2 separate regions of the Mus musculus genome follow, and region 1 is linked to region 2. Evidence: chromatin contacts called from public Hi-C data. All regions are on one chromosome and are shown on one strand. Each heading gives the region's core, a stretch centred on a gene start, on an enhancer-like site or on the middle of the called end of the contact. The rest is flanking DNA. Distances are from core to core; before and after follow the strand shown. Region 1 overlaps Bcl2 (B cell leukemia/lymphoma 2). Region 2 overlaps Bcl2 (B cell leukemia/lymphoma 2).

Region 1 (5,838 bases), core at 1,898-4,397, 97 kb after region 2:
GCATCTGATAGAGCCCAGTGGTCCTGACCTAAAGGACAGATATGGGGTTATAAGCTTATTCCTAGCAAGGGCATGTGGAAGACAATACACAGAGGGAAGTGCCTGGCAGTTCACAGCATAATCTCTCCTTTACTGACCGAGGCCCCAAAGAACTGAATAGACCAGTACAGCTCAGCATTGGCCACTTTTCTGCAGCTTCTTGAATTATAGCCAGACCTTTGCTGTGGAATATGTGACCAGTCACCAATGAGAAGTAACAACAAAGCAGACTGCTCAGTGTAAACCATTATTTCTGACAGAAGAACAGAGCTTGGTCCATCATAGCTCAGAGACCCTCTTCCTCTTTTTGCAGGAACTAGCCTGTGTCCCAAAGCTCCAATGCTGTCACTACCCATACCTTACAGAACACACTCTTGAATGTTTCTAACTAGAAAGCCACGCCTGATTCATTCAAACTCGGCTCTTAAAATCAAACACGCAAACAAAAATTGAAATGGCTCAGTATGCAATCCTTAAAAGCTGAGAACATAAATTGGGAGGAGCCACTGCCAGCCTGGGTAGGAGAGTCTATAGCCCTCACCAGGGGCAGGCAACAATCAACAGTTCATACTAATCCCTCCAAAAGGAAGAAAATAATTTTCTACCTAGTTGACTCACAAATGTCACAATTAAAAGCCAATAACATTCTCATCAAAATTCCAACACGATTCTTTATAGAGTTAGAAAGAGCAATTTGCAAATTCATTTGAAACAACAACAAAAATCCAGGCTAGCTAAAACTATTCTCAACAATAAAAGAACTTTTGGAGGAATCACCATCCCTGACTTCAAGCTGTACTACAGAGCAATAGTGATGAAAACTGCATGGTACTGGTACAATGACAGGCAGAAAGATCAATGGAATAGAATTCAAGACCCAGAAATGAACCCACACACCAATGGTTACTTGATATTTGACAAAGGAGCTAAAACCATCCAGTGGGAAAATGACAGCATTTTCAACAAATGATGCTGGTTCAATTGGAGGTATCTTGTAGAAGAATGCAAAGGAACCCATCCTTATTTCCTTGTACAAAGCTCAAGTCCAAGTTGATCAAGGACCTCCACATAAATCCAGATACACTGAAACTAATAGAGAAAGTGGGGAAGAGCATCAAACACATTGGCATAGGGGAAATTTTCCTGAACACCAATGGCTTATGCTCTAAGATCAAGAATTGACAAATGGGGCCTCAAAAAATTGCTTCAGTAAGGCAAAAGACAGTCAATAGGACAAAATGGCAACCAATAGATTGGGAAAAGATCTTTACCAACCCTATATCTGATAGAGGGCTAATATCCAATATACACAAAGAACTTAAGAAGTTAGACTCCAGATAATCAAATAATCCTATTAAAAAATGGGTTACAGAGATAAACAAAGAATTTTCAACTGAGGAATATCGAATGGCTGAGAAGCACCTAAAGAAATGTTCAACATCCTTAGTCATCAGAGAAATGCAAATCAAAACAACCCTGAGATTCCACCTCACACCAGTCAGAATGGCTAAGATCAAAAGCTCAGGTGACAGCAGATGATGGTGAGGGTGTGGAGAAAAAGGAACACTCCTCCATTGTTGATGGAATTGCAAGCTGATACACCATTCTGGAAATCAGTCTGGTGGTTCCTCAGAAAATTGGACATATTACTACCTGAGGGCTCAGCTATACCACTCTTGGGCATATATCCAAAAGATTCTCCAACATATAACAACAACACATGCTCCATTATGTTCATAGCAGCCTTATTTATAATAGCCAGAAACTGCAAAGAACTCAGTTGTCCTTCAACAGAGGAATGGATACAGAAAATGTGGTACATATACAAAATGGAGTACTACTCAGCTATTAAAAACAATGACTTCATGAAATTCTTAGGCAAATGGCCGGAACTGGAAAATATCATCCTGAATGAGGTAATTCAATCACAAAAGAACACACATGGAATGCACTCTCTGATACGTGGATATTAGTCCCAAAGCTCGGAATACCCAAGATACAATTCACAGACCACATGATGCTCAAGAAGAAGGAAAACCAAAGTGTGGGTACTTCGGTTCTTCTTAGAAAGAGGAACAAAATACTAATGAGGGCAAATACGAAGACAAAGTGTAGAGCAGAGACTGAAGGAAAGGCCATCCAGAGACTGCCCCACCTTGGGATCCATCCCATATACAGTCACCAAACCCAGAGATTATTGTGGATGCCAAGAAGTGCTTACTAAAAGGAGCCTGATACAGCTGTCTCCTGAGAAACTCTGCCAAAGCCTGACAAATACAGAGGCAGATGCTCGCATCCAACTATTGAACTGGGCATGGGGTCCCTAATGGAGGAGTTAGAGAAAGGAATGAAGGAGCTGAAGGGGTTGCAACCCCATTGAAAGAACAACAATATCAACCAACCAGACCCCCAGAGCTTCCAGGGACTAATCCACCAACCAAGGAATACACATGGAGGGACCCATGGCTTCAGCCACATATGTAGCAGAGGATGGTCTTGTGGGGGCATCAATGGGAGGAGAGGCCCTTTGTTCTGTGAAGGCTTGATGCCCAGTGTAGGGGAATTCTAGGGAGGCGAGGTGGGGGTGGGCTAGGGAACACCCTCATAGAAGCAGGGGGAGGGGGGTGGCATAGGTGATTTCAGGGAGGGGGAGAACCAGGAAAGGGATAACATTTGAAATGTAAATAAAGAAAATTATCAAAAAAAAGTTAAAAAGCAATACCATTAACTTTTAAAAACTAAATTCTACCAAAAGTGGCAATGAAATAAACTAACCCTAATCAACTAATGTCCCAAACTCTACATTAAGGCAAGGAGGTGGCCTACTGGTTGGTTAATCAACAGACACACTCAATAGTCTCAGTTTCTTCAGATTTTAGTGTCTACAAAACTGCTTTCATTGTGTACAGGTTGAAAGCCAACCTTTTATCAGTCACCTCAACTCAAGTTACAAAATGACTTTGGTAAGATTTGCCCAGGTACATCACTTTATGGAGAAAAAAAAAGTGAAAGAAAAAAGAAATACACACAGGAAAGTGTGAGTCACTGAAGCACCACACAGGAAAAGGTGACAGACTCAACTCCGAACTCAACTAAGGCTCACATCTAACACCATACTTCAGAAATGCCAGCTGTCAAGCATTAGGGCACATAATCAAGGCTATGCCGGTCTGATTACAGTTGTGGGTGAGGCAGAAATGATTTGACCCAACCTACATAAGCCTGCCCTTGCCTGCGTATCTCCAACATGAGTCCCTATGGAACCAGCTTTCTCTACATCTATTAAAATCATGTACATGAGTATGTATGGATAACAGAATAGAAAAATGAGGTTCCAAGGAAACACGTGTGATCTTTTGGATGCTATGAGTCTACATCAAATGAAAAAACCTTGGCAAAAGAAGTAAGGTGTTTTTTTGGTTTTGTCTGTTTGGTTTTTAAAGTTACATTCATTCAATTTTAAAATTATACAACTTATTCCAAGACAAGCTATTTCTATTTTTGTGGCACATATTAAGTATTCCTTATTTACTAGTGAAAATAAATAATAACTTTGCAATTGAGCGAGGTAAGAAGTTATATCTCTATAGCTGTTCAAATTTTTATTTCTATATTCAATTTTTTTAAAAAAGGAGAGGGTTTTGAAATCTGGTAGTTTGCTTCCCACAATTTCAGTCACCTGATGCTAGAATCTCAGGAACAGACAAAGATTAGAGATCCATGTGGCTACTGCCTTTGTGTGATCAAATATTTTATAAGAGGACCAAGCCTCATTTCAGTTTGTAATACAGGAGGATTTCAATGTACCAATAAATGATGTTTCCAAATTCAGAGCTAGATAACTACACCACCATCTAACATCAAAGAAAATGAAGATTCTAAAGTACTATGCAAACAGAAATTATGTTGTCACTCCACAAATAGTACAAAGTGTTTTAACTAAAACTCAGACAGCATGCAGAGCCAATGCACCCAGCACTCAGTCATACTAACAAAGAACACAAACCTCAGTGATTTTCAAATTCAATATTTTACCCACAGCACTGATGGACAAATAGTGAGTTATTCTGCACTGAAAGTACCAATGTCAGAGGAGGGAACCATAGAGGTAAGGAAGATAACAGGCGCCATCCACAGTGAGGCTGCCTGTCAGGAGGGGGTGGGGTGGGAAATACAGAAACAAATGTGCTTGTGTTTTTAATGCATTATGCTCTGCATGGAGAAGGGAATAAGAAATGAGGTTACAGGGATTGGATTGGAGGGGAGTAAAGGAATGGAAGCCTTGGGAAGGCAATAGGGCAGAATAAGAGAGAAAAATCCATTTACCTTAAATGGAAGACAACACAGTCAACTGTTTGTGTGATAAGCAGTGGTGTCATGGTTTCATGATGAACTCCCAAAAGACACATTCAAGTGTCTGCTACCTGAGCACATGTTTGGATTCGGAAGCAAAGTTTTGAAGATATTAGGTACACTACAACATTCTAATTTAGTATGACTGAGTCCTTCCAGGAGGAGGAAAAGATTTCAAGGCTGTGACATAGGGCTGGGGGGTATGGATCCATTGGTAAAGAGTTTGCCATGCAAGTGTGTGAGTTCTGGTCCCCAGCACTACTGTATTCATTTGTAACTCTAGTGCTTGGGAGGTAGAAGACAAGAGGTCCCTGGGGCTGTGCAGCTCCTCGAGCCAAACAATGAGGTTCAGGTTAGTAAGAGACTGTGTCTCAAAATTAAGGTGAAGAACAATTGAGGGAAACACTTGACCTTGACCTCTGGCCTCCACATACATGTACACAGACATGCCAGTGAAACTACAACACACAGACATACACTCACACACACAAACTTTCTCTTTCTTTTCTTTTTTAATTTAAGAAGCCAGAGACCTGCAGGACAAGCAACTGGAATATCAAGGATGAATGGTCACCAGCAAGAGCTGGAAGAGGCATGGAAGAATCCTTTCTGGAGCCTTCGGCAAAGATGACCTTGCTCACTCTGGACTCTGGACTCCCAACCTGGAGATCAGGAGACCAAGCAACCTGCTGGTCTCTGCTGTGCACCCAGTGTACGGTACTTAGCAGCCCAGGGAGATGAGTGTGCAGGGTAGACTTGTGCCATTACAGAGATGAAGGTACTCACCCGAAGACCTATAAACAGCTATAGCAACATAAAGGCTATCTGAACGAAGTAGGCTTAAGAGAGGAGCCAGCCAGGTGATGCAGGGTAGTTAATTTTCATTAAAAGTCTTTCCAGTTGTTGTTTTAATCACACATAGGTGTTATTTAATGTTTTAAAAAGCATCCATAAAATCTTCCTGTGATATTTCCAGAAGGATACTGGCCTACTATCTCCACCATACCTAATTATACTGTGAGGATTGGCACTTACTTTCTTCTCCTGCTATCCTGGCCCCAGCTGTGCCTGTTCCTGTACCACGTATGTATCAGTTCCACACACCCCCTCCCTGTCTTCACAAAGAAAGCAGACAAGATGGGTAGCATCGACTGGGCCTCACAGCAGGCTAATGTTTGAGCACATGGATGTTACATGCCTGCTGGTTCTAACTCAAAATCAAATACAAATTATCTTGAGGCCATTCCTAGGTTTGTATCATGAGTGATTTTCTATACTGACTTTGATGACTAAGAATTGACTATAATGAACACAGAAAGGGAGAGGACTTATCAGTGAATTCCTTTAGTAGATTACAAATAGAAAACGTGGTCCAGCCAAAACTTCAAACATTTAACCATCTGTTATCAGAAAACCTCACAAAAATGCTTTCTTACAAACGGTTGC
Region 2 (5,660 bases), core at 371-2,870:
GATTGTTTTGACATCAGGTTTGGCTCTGAGCGGAAGCAGAAGCAGGCACTCACAAGGAAGTGGAGGCTTTTTTTCTACCTGAGTGAAGCATCTGGTGAGGAAGTGACTCCATTTCCTTCTTATCGTTTGGCTGAGCAGGATTTCCTCTGCAGCCACATGTGCTAACTGGGCCCTGAGGGTTCCCTCTGAAGAAAAGGCTAGCTTTGTCAGTGGCTTGCTTCCCTGTGACTTTGCTTCTTGAGCCTTCCCTATTCTCCCAAAATACTGAATTCAGGTCTGAGGGAAAAGGAAAGGAAAAAAACAGCGTGTGAACACCGAGCTGAAGTCCACACAGCTGCCTGGCCTCAGGCGGTAGAGGAACGCATTGGCGAGGCATGAGAAGTGCCACTCTTCTTCCTCAGAGTCGCCACTGCTCAGTCAATGCAACTCAATCTTGGAGAGGCTCTGGGCCTGGAAGGCAGGGCTCTTTGAAGCATAGGCCAAAGACATGCATACAAGGAAACCTAATCTAAGCATCATTTGGTTGTAACTTGAAACCTGCTGGACAAATGACAAGAGATGAAAAGCCCAAATACAAAAAACAATAAAACTGCCTGCAATGGGTTGGGCCAGAGAAGTTTGGAAGATATTTTGTTATGAAAATCTAGGTAGGATGCAAATGAACGGGTGGATCTCAGGAGCCAAAGAGGGCACAAGATGAGAAATGTGAAGACCACCTCATTTCTTGAGCAGAACAGTTTGAAAGTAACTTACAAAGGTATCTGTGAGGTACTAGAGATCATGCAGCCAAAAGGCTGGTCAAAGGATACCAGGTCCAAGGGTGTTCTCAGACATATCCAGTTGCTACAGGAGTCTCACACCCCAGACATGGCCAAAGCCCTGGGCAGGAACTTGAAGGGTTCCTTGGCTCACCCACCACTTGACTTGCCTGGGTGAGAAACGACCCGGGGAGAAGCACAGATACAAGCTTGTGATGTGCACCAGCTCTGCAGATGCTGCAGGAAGAACAACCCATCCAGCTGTGGTTCAGGTCCCTCATGCATGGGGAGGTATGAAAGGCACACATGGAAATGGGTATAGAGTTACAGCTATGTCCTTCCATTCACCAAGTTAATCACAAAAGAGACTGAAGGCTCCATCTGTACCCAGCCTTGGCATCTCATCGTCAGCCTGCTTGTTCATTTCGACACCAATCATGATTTTGTGGAAGGCACTAAGAAGACTTTAAATATGATTTGTCTCTATCGTATAGTTTTTTGGTAATATTCTAAAAATTCAGGGTAGCTTTCCACTCAAAGCTTTTGGTGCATGTAGGCCTACTGACCCTGCAGAGTCTTGGCCAGGAGACTTACAACATGCTGCAGGGCCTCAGTGGAAGGCACTGGTGCCAGTTGTCTTGTTAGTGTGCTAAGTTACCTGACTGGAACAGAGAATGGATTTCTTTGGACTCATGAGTTGGGGAATGCTGTCCATCATGACAGGGAAGCCATGGTGGCAGGAGTGTGAAGCTGCTTGCTAACAGGCTGGCAGAGCAAGAGGCAGAGCAAGGCACCGAGTGGGCTGGAGGCCCGTCTCCACTCCTGATAAGCCCTACCTCTTAAAGGTTCTACAACCTCCCAAAACAGCACCACCCACTGGAGACAAAATGCTCCAACAAATGAGTTTCTGTGGGCTGTTTTACATTTAAACCAGAGTAGCCTTTTTTAGGGTGTTTCACCCACTCTGCCCACTGTAGCCTGCGTCCTAGTGGCCCTGGAAAAGGCTCTCCATTTCCCTTTCTGCATTCAGCTTTGGCCAGAGCCCTTCCTGGAATGCGATCATTTCTAGCTTTGGATTTACAACATGTTATTATTTGGGGGAGAATATCAGTTTACGTTATTGTACTATTTAAGAAAGTATGATGTGCATGAATCTTACTACAATTAGGTCATAAAAAGATAGCTAGCCAAGCTGAAAAATAGGCAAAGACTTTGAATGGACTAAATGACCCTGATGTGACCAATAAGAACATGAAAATATACTTAATATTATAAGTTGTTAGGGAACTGCTGTGGAAACTATAGTGAGCTGGCACTTTAGAACTCCTAAGATGACTGTAATTCCTAAAATGGACAGTAACAAGTGTTGATGAGGGTGTAGAGTGTTGGAGCCTTAACACAGTGGCACTGGGAATATAAAAGGCAATAGCCACGGAAGGAAACAGTTTGATGGATCTTTAAATAGTGAGCTACTGCATGAACCAAGAGTTTAGTATATAATCAATATAATTGAAAGCATATGCTCATATAAAAACTGTACATGAATATTCACGTCAGCATTATTTGAAATAGCCAAAGAGAAGAAATAGTCCAGCTATCTGCTAACTGATCAATAGACAAAATATCCTGGGCCTACACACTGCAATATTATTTATCCATAAAGGAATGAGGCTCTGCTATGTACTATATGCTGGGTGAACCTTGAAGCAAAAGCTAAACATGAAAGGATTAACATAAAGGTTCAAGTGCAGCATAATTCCTTTTATAGGAAATGTCCCAAAGGGTACGTTTTAGAGACAGAAATCAGATGAATTGTTGTCAGGAGTTGGAGAGAGGGAGGACTATGGAATAACTGTCAATGTGTACAGAAGTCCTTTTAGATTGATAAAAAAAATGTGTTCTGGAATTAGTGTAATAGTTGTAACACCTTTTGAATATTCTAAAAAAAAATGAATTGCTCATAGCAAGTGGAATTTCCTGGCATGTGAACTATATTTAAAAACCTGTCTTTCTTACAATCCATGAGGGGGATAGTTAACAATTTTACACTCTATGCAATTGGACAGGGTGTCTGATTCTCTAGCTCTGCTCCCAGTGGTTTGTGGGCTAGGGAGATTCCTTTCATTCTGACTGTCTCCCCCAGTGTTATCCAAGCTAACTGTGGTAGGATGCTTCATTCAACAGACTTATTCTGGGTGAGGATTCAGGCCAGCTGAGCATTCTTCGATATGAGGTGAGAGGCTCAGATTTGTGCAGGCCTTACATTCCCTTCCTCTGCAAACTGTTGCACTACTTGGATATGCACAGTCAAGATCTTCTCTGTTTCTCATGCATCCTTGGGGATATGGCTTGGGATGTGCTGGTGCATGCCAGAATATATGTCAGTATAACGTTGCAGGCAGTAACCTCCAGACTCCTCTCAGAGTGGTCCATCTGCATTGCACTCTGCTTCCACAGGCCCCTGCTCCTCTCAGAGCTCCCTGGGCTCAGGCCCCTCTGCTAGGGCCTCTGACCTTTTGGTGTGGGAGAAGGCCCTGTCTCCAGTGATTCTCTGAGCTCTTCTCCAGCCTCCCCACACCCTATGTTTCTATAGGGGACCTAGTGTACCATTTCTTTGTTTTCAAGAGACGGGGTTTTACTATGTTAGGAGGTTGGTCTCAAGTCAGGTCAAGTGGTCCTTCCACCCCAGTACCCCAAGTAGCTGTGATCACAGGCATTCACTATTGTGCCTGGCCTTCATGCTAATTTTAATTATTGTGCCTCAGACTGGGAGAAAAGTGTGAAACTCTGCTTGTCCTGGGTGCCAGATGGGATTCTCCGTGCCTCATGTGCAGTTTAGCATTTTGATAGACCCACCACTGACTTTCCTGGGATCTGTGGCTACTGTGTGCTCACTCACCTCCTTGTCTCTTGGCATCATCCCACAAGCCCCAGTGTCTACCTTTGTATATGAGAGTGACCGCAAGCGCTGCTGATACTCCACAGAACCAGTGGCAGCTGGAAACACTCACCCTGTAGGTCATTTCTTGGGCCACACATGCAGTGTTCCACTGTACCCGCCATGGGGCCTGTGAACACGTGGCATGGCCTAGCATGTCACTGCAAGAGTTAATTCATGAAAATATGCCAAAAATGGGAACTGAAAGCGCATGCTTATGAAGTTCTGCAGCTTGGCCTAATCACTGTCATCAGTATACCGCTGCTGGGGAGAGAGGCAGGGACAAGAGGGGGCTCTTCACTGATTAAACAGGGAGGACCAGAGCTGGGAGCCAAATGTTTGATTTTTCACGTGTTTAAATCAGCAAGTGTTGACTGAGGATGGTGGGAGGAGGTACAAAGCACCCGAGTTTCCTAATGGGGATTTGCTGAAAATGAGTTCAACCCTGGGATGGGATACGTTCCAGTAAGGAGCTTAAAGGAGACGCTCTTCCCATAGGGGACATTTGCTAGGCACTGGCAGCTCCCAGCCATACCTGGCCTGCAAGTGTCTCTTAAGACTGGATGTCTCTTCTGGAAATTCCACACCATATTGGCTCCATAACGCTTTCATGGAAGACCTATAGCACCTGGAACATCTGTCCCAGACCAGCTGTGGCTTTCACAGGATGGGCTCTTCCTACAGGTTTTGGTCTAGGACAAATAAGTCTCACACTCTTCTGAAAGCCTAATAGCCCACTCCAAAGTATCCCTTAAGACATAACAAGTCTCAACCTACTCCCAGCCTCCTACTCTGCAGCCCAGGGAACCATTCATTCACTCTGTGACGGTCAAAATGACCAAGATGGCCCATCAATCCAGCCATCAGTAAAAAGAAGGGTGATTACGTCTTCTCTGTCTCAGTCAGGGGCTGATACACGGTGGTAAACTCAGTGTGTTCCATGTGGGTGCGCTCAGGAAAATCTGCTTTTGTTTTGTAGTTTATAATTTAGCTCAGTTCACCTGGAAAGACTCAGCATGAATAAAACCAGATGCATTTCAAGGCACACTGGCTGGCTCTCTGACAAACCTCTTCCTTCCTCAGATGGTCTTCCCGAGGCCAGAAAGGACAGCCCACTCTAACGCAAGGAAAATGCAATGTGTCTGTGGCTGACAACAGTTGTTAGTAATGGAGCGTGTGAATACTGGGCAGGGTCAAGGCTAGAGTTCTGGATTCAACCTCATTAACACAGGGATGAGATAGGCTGGTGTGGCCATTTACAGAGCAGTTCTTGGTCAGTGTGCAGTCTCTTGCCAAAACTAGATGGCTATATATGGAAAGAGGGAATGAAGGATAGAGGAAAGGGGAGGGGAGAAAGATGGGTGGGTGACCGAAATCTTCTCCATCTGCAGAACCTCTAGGGCATGTTGACAGCTGACTGACCTAAGGCCACTATCCTGCAGTGAAGTGAGTCTGCCTCTGCCATGGACATGAGCAAAGTCAGGAAACCACATGGGTCCACTCACTGTACAAAGCCCACCAGTGTGAGGGGTGCTCTTGGGTACTTACTAGAGTGACTGTTCCTGTCCTCTTGCATTTTATAGCATGAAGCCTACAGAAGGTCTGCATGTATTTGCTGATTAGACTACAATGAGAGTTGAGTCATGTCTCTGGGCCTATGTGCACCAGTGATTCCTCAGTCAGAGCTGAAAGTTCTTGAGCTGGACTGGCATGTCAGTTGTCAACACCCAAGTTCCTACTTGAGACTTTCCAGTAACCCCATCTACTGAAACTATGATGCTGGACTGCTAAAATAGTAGCCAGTGAAGCAATATTTACTAAATGTCGTTGTGTACAACACTGTATTTGTACTTCAGGGGAAGCCAGTGACCACGGCTTTGTGTGACGGTGAACCGTACAGCAACACTACACTCATTACACATATCAATCCTTCCACACATGCCCACTCTGGAGCACTTCACCCT

Evidence for each region. A called contact is a pair of places that touch in the nucleus more often than the background predicts.
Region 1: a contact with region 2 is called in a Hi-C map of CD8 T cells, with 1.5 times the contacts expected there. The contact joins two enhancer-like sites. A contact is called at or near these places in 3 of 39 promoter capture datasets (the C10 cell line, the HPC-7 cell line and cranial neural crest), 8 of 484 Hi-C or Micro-C datasets (CD4 T cells, CD8 T cells, the MNK3 cell line and 5 more) and 2 of 115 datasets of contacts at active chromatin or transcription factors (CD8 T cells and bone marrow-derived dendritic cells).

The regions. Positions count from the first base shown.
Region 1 is chr1:106,644,429-106,650,266 of GRCm38.p6, forward strand. The region is part of intron 1 of Bcl2 (B cell leukemia/lymphoma 2); the gene reads right to left. Among named protein-coding and RNA genes, the nearest start is that of Gm37053, 32 kb to the left of the region's middle. Within about 2 kb of position 3,148, at least 26 of the 459 cell types and tissues checked have an H3K27ac peak or open chromatin away from gene starts, as enhancers often do. A contact at or near this core is called in CD8 T cells and regulatory T cells, where this site is marked.
Region 2 is chr1:106,549,166-106,554,825 of GRCm38.p6, forward strand. The region is part of intron 1 of Bcl2 (B cell leukemia/lymphoma 2); the gene reads right to left. Among named protein-coding and RNA genes, the nearest start is that of Mir3473f, 5.4 kb to the left of the region's middle. Within about 2 kb of position 1,621, at least 4 of the 459 cell types and tissues checked have an H3K27ac peak or open chromatin away from gene starts, as enhancers often do. A contact at or near this core is called in CD8 T cells and regulatory T cells, where this site is marked.